Linked DNA regions of Mus musculus: region 2 is linked to region 1. Evidence: chromatin contacts called from public Micro-C data. All regions are on one chromosome and are shown on one strand. The core of a region is the stretch at or near the end of the contact, and the rest is flanking DNA. Distances in the headings are between cores, read along the strand shown.

Region 1 (2,566 bases), core at 49-2,548:
TATGTACTGTACTCTTTAATTCATTTTGTTTATTGCTTATTTTTGATACTACCTAGAGATAATACTATCTTCAATTCCAGGTTACACACTTATCTTAATAGAAACTTATTTTAGGAAATCTAAAAACATTACTATAAAAGAACAAAATCAGTACAACGTGCCTATGCTATAAACCTGCTTCAGATTATAAAGTGAAGCCTAGGAAGCACAGTAGGAAACATTCTGGCACTGCGTTTTCATTCTTCCTGGTGTTCTAAAAACCTTAGCTCAAGTTTGGTTATACTAACAAAGAATCCATACTTGTGGAAAATATGCATAAACAATCACATTACTAAGACTGCCCAGAGCGATTTAGCACAGACATTCCCAAGTCACAACTACTTTGCTTCATAACCAGAACAACAGCTACATTCGATCAGTGATATAATTAATATGGTGTTAAAGAGATTAGGCTCCTGACAGTCATTCTGACTTGTGAATCTAGAGAAGGAAAAGCCTCATTTGGGCTGGAAGCACAGTTCAGTGTAGCAGGGTTTGCTTAACTTCTATGCATCCCTCTGTTAGAGCCCAGATTTAAAGGAGTAGAGCAAAAAGAAGGAGGAAGGAGGGTAAAAAGAAGATAAGGAAAGGGGAAGAAAAGAGAGGTACTAGGTGGTAAGAGGAGGCACTTAGGGGAAAAAAAGTAAAAGATTCAGCATTTATTTTATAACACTAATTTACAAATGAATGCAAAGTACAATATTGCATTTGCTGTGACAGGATGAAGAACTTATGCAATGCTACCAGAAGAGCTTTTGTTGCTTTGGGAAAAAGAGAAGCCCATATTTAATATATACTACTACTGAAAGATAAGTCTGAGAATAAAACCCTCAAGATCTTTTAATACTCAAAATGGATTCGTAAGGTCAATTATATCTTATTTATCAGGATGTGGCTCAAGTTTTCCTGTACTGTTTTGTAAGTGTGTCCTATCTGGCTGCAGAGATAAAACCCTGACATTTCAGATCTGAAAAATGATAAATTTTCAGAAGTAGGAATTTAGAAGTAGGAATCACTCTGTCCTGTTCACTCCAAGTAAAATATATAGTATTGTTATTTTTCCACAGTGGTTTAATATCATTTTTAATGAGCAAGAATAAACAAAAGACCTAAAACCAAGTATCTCAAGGTTCTTTGCTACCGTTCTGAACTGTACTTTCAACTGGAGCTACGAATGTTTCTGACACAGTTCTATGGACTCACTCTAGAGAAGAGTGTAAAGGATGCTGCCAGGCAACTCACTGAAGTCTGAAAGAATCTGAGCACTAATAATGAGCCTGTCTGTTTGGCTCCCACACAAGAAGGATTTAGTGAAGTCCACATGTGTTTACAGGCCATTCACAAGAAGAGGGTATCTGTAAAAGTGAGTGTTCAAGAGGAATCAAGCTCAGTATCTAATTCAACTTTAATATTTCTAATATCTAAAGCATTTTCTGCAACTATCCAGAATTCCAACAACAATTAGGCACAAGTCATAATCAAAAGGTCCAGTACTGAATGAACATTCTTACACATATCTTTGATGCTCCTGTCCACACAGGGCCACTATCACATGTCTTTAATTACTTCAAATCACAAAAATAATCCTGAAAACCTCATCTGCCAAAATTACTTTGAAATTTATCTTTGAAACTGTTTGCAATACTCTCATCAGTAGATAAAACAACATGTACTTTATAAAACCTATGCTCTTTTAGGAGAATAAGTATTAAGATGCAAGAATTAACGTGTTTTTATGAGTACTATACATGCAAGGCTGCTCTGCCGGGTGGGCCTGCTGCAATCCTCCCCTTTTCAAAGCAGACGCTGCATGCATGCTTACCAGGGCAGTATGCATCCACGTCCAGTTTCTGAGCTGAAGTGAGGGTTGGGGAGCCAAGCTCGGACTCTGGAATTCGTGGGCTCTCAACAAACTTTGCCTTCCTCAGAGGGGCTAAGGACAAAAAGAAAGAGAGAAAGAAGGAAAAGGAGAGGAAAGCAGAAGAGGGGTGAGAAAAAGGAAAAAGGAACAGAGGGAAAGAGAAGGGGAAAGGGAAAGAGAGAAACACAGAGGGGTCATGAGTAAGGGGAACAGCAGGCAACAGATGGAAGCACTTACATGAACGACACACTCTGTCAGACTCAGATCAGGTTACCCTATTTTTTGTGCCAGAAAAAAAAATTAACTGCATTCCTCATACAGGAGATGGGTCTTGTTTAAAAGTCATTGAAAATGGGAAAAGCTAAAATCTATTATCCAAAACTTTGAGCATAAATTGTAATTGTCTACCACCTCTGGTTACTTCCTCTCTTTATTAAGAAAGGACTTTCTTGTCTTGGCTTTCTGTGCCTTCAAATACAAGTACTAACTAAGAAAAGTACTGAAAGAAGTTTTAAGGTTTAATTACAACAGCTGTAATGAAGTTTCCTTTATCCAGAAAAAAATTACTCATATTAAGTACTGAAAGTGTGATTAAATATTGATGTAGTTTAATAAGGAAATCAATCATTTTGCTGTTCAGCCATTAGAGTAAGAAGTCAACAATGC
Region 2 (2,566 bases), core at 35-2,534, 150 kb before region 1:
TCACAGCCATATACTCTAATGACAAATCAAACACTATTAGGCAGATGTGCATATTTTGGTTTTCAAATGTTGGTCTCTAATCAAAGAAGCTAGTGAAATTCAAATCAAGTGGTCACTTATAATTTTTTCACTTAAGTGAAAAATTATAGAATTTTAAACATTTACATCAATTATTTGGTGTATATATAAACAAATGTGGACCAAGGACAACTTGCAGGGTTCAGTTCTCTACATGCATCCCAGAGACAGAACTCAGGTCATCAGGCAATCAGCAAGTGACCTATCACTGAGCCATCTGCATTTGCCTTTGGGTTTAGCTTAATTTATCTATAACTGGAGCCATATGTAAAAATGAAACTCCTTATAACTCTCTCTCTCTCTCTCTCTCTCTCTCTCTCTCTCTCTCTCTCTCACACACACACACACACACACACACACACACACACACACACACACACACACAGAGATTTCAAATAATGTTTTCCTGCCCTAAGGGTAAAATGGGTTCATAAGGGAAATTGTGGCAATTTTTGAAGATGTATTCAATTTTATTTTGCAATTCTTGTCATTAGTTTTTCTGCTTAATTTGTCATAGGAGGACAGTGTTGTTCTTTCTGCAGTGAATATATATGTATGCACTGAATGCAGTGGAAGTGTGTGTGTGTATACACACATATATACATACTTTCTCTCTCTCTCTCTCCCTCCCTCCCTCTCCCCCCCCCCACCTCCTTCTTGAGATAAGAGTCTCTCTTCATATCCCTGGCTGTCCTGGAACTCACTCTGTAGACCAGGTTGGTCTCAGACTCTTAGAGGTCTGCCTCTGCCTCCCCAGTGCACCCCCTTGTCTGAATTCCAAGTGCATATGTTTAACAGTTTAAAAGATTATTAAGCTTGCACAGGCATTTGAATACAAAAGTAGCTAAGAACTTAAGACATGCCTCAAATAAAACACTTTGAAAATTTCTAACTCCCATATTTTGTTTAAAGTACTAGGTTATAGGGTTGTGGCAAACTTCCAACTATGTACAGGCCAAGAACATTCTTTTTCTTAAAACAAAGCAAAACTGATAGCACTTTGAAGAAAACAGACTAGTACTTCAGAACCAAGCCTTTCACTAGTGATGCCAGTTCACAGAATGCATTATTCACAGACAGTGCTCGCCTGGAAAGTGGCACTGTCTACTTTAACAATTATTTTACTCTGGTTGGCCTCTTTCACTCTATTGAGTAATGCACTTTTAATATTCCACTTGGCGTTGTTCTGTTGTATAATCTCTGTTGTTTACGTTATGATGTCATCTGGCAGCAGTCTTCAGATGACAGCTAGACATGGTCATGAACACAGCTGCCCAGTTTCATCTCAGAACCATGCGACTATGTAGAATGCAGTCTGCACTGTTTAGGATCAAGACCAAGGAGTTGCTTTGGCTGGGATATTATAAGTCTTATCAAAAAGTGCTAGGAGTTCTTGAAAGAAAGGAATTAAGGTAAAGCCATGTCCATAAACCATAACAGGAGAGGAGAAGGAAAGGAGGAGAAGGAGAAGGAAAGGAGAAGGAGAGAAAATAAATCATTTCCTAAGAGATCTGAAACAGAACTTGTTTCCCTAGTTGGTCAGCACCTAGCAAAAATGGTTTGTGGTGTGTGTGTGTGTGTGTGTGTGTGAGAGAGAGAGAGACAGAGAGAGACAGAGACACAGAGAGAGAGAAAGTGTGAGTGTGTGACTGTGTGTGTGAATGTTTGTGTGTGTGTGTGAGAGTGAGACTCTGTGTGTGTGTTGTGTGTGTGTGTGTGTGTGTGTGCTTGAAGAGGCAGATAGGAAGTAGCTCAGAGATGAGGAAAGAGCTTGGATGGAATTTTGACACTAAATGACATTAAACAGAATACAGAAAAGCAAATGACTCTTTTATCTATTTCCATCTTGAAGAATTATAACATACAAGATCAATGGAGAAAGGTATTTAGAGAGACAAATGATTACTACATCTAAAACATTAGTTACACATTAATGGAGCTATTTATTTCATGCTGTCTATTCCAAAGTCATGGCTGACAAAGGAGAATGGGGTGGCGGAGGGCAATCTGGGTGGTATGAATGGAAGAGAAGCAAGGGTAAAAGGCAGGCTGGACAAAGGTGTGTAGACAAAGGTGTGTAGACAAAGGTGTGTAGAAAGGCACTGAGATGGGAAACAATGTACAGTTGCTGTTACTACAATTACCAGAGACGATAGCAAGAGTTGAGCCTGGAGATCATGACTGCTCTTGTGCTGTATGTAGTTCTGCTGGGTGGTTCTGGCACATACCTTTTAATCTCACACACACAGGAGGCAGAGGCAGGCAAATCTCTCAGTCTCAGACCAGCTTGGACTACAGAACAAGTTTCAAGACAGCCATTGCTGTTATACAGAGGAACACTGTCTAAAAAACAAAAACCAAACCAAACCAAAAAAAAAAAAAAAAAAAGAAAGAAAAAGAAAAGAAAAGAAAAACAAAGAATGTAGTTGTACAACTAGTAAACCATGGTTGGTAAGTAGAGAGGAGAGAGCAAGGAAGATCAGCAAGT

What was found. A called contact is a pair of places that touch in the nucleus more often than the background predicts.
Region 2: a Micro-C map of muscle stem cells shows a contact between it and region 1, with 10 times the contacts expected there. The contact joins two enhancer-like sites. A contact is called at or near these places in 4 of 484 Hi-C or Micro-C datasets (adipose-derived mesenchymal stem cells, brown adipocytes, muscle stem cells and 1 more) and 2 of 9 other capture datasets (adipose tissue and pancreatic islet).

Annotation. Positions count from the first base shown.
Region 1 is chr11:105,758,328-105,760,893 of GRCm38.p6, reverse strand. The region is part of intron 4 of Tanc2 (tetratricopeptide repeat, ankyrin repeat and coiled-coil containing 2); the gene reads right to left. Among named protein-coding and RNA genes, the nearest start is that of Tanc2, 170 kb to the right of the region's middle. Within about 2 kb of position 1,298, at least 39 of the 459 cell types and tissues checked have an H3K27ac peak or open chromatin away from gene starts, as enhancers often do. A contact at or near this core is called in muscle stem cells, where this site is marked.
Region 2 is chr11:105,904,444-105,907,009 of GRCm38.p6, reverse strand. All of the region lies in intron 18 of Tanc2 (tetratricopeptide repeat, ankyrin repeat and coiled-coil containing 2), which reads right to left. Among named protein-coding and RNA genes, the nearest start is that of Cyb561, 39 kb to the left of the region's middle. Within about 2 kb of position 1,284, at least 32 of the 459 cell types and tissues checked have an H3K27ac peak or open chromatin away from gene starts, as enhancers often do. A contact at or near this core is called in muscle stem cells, where this site is marked.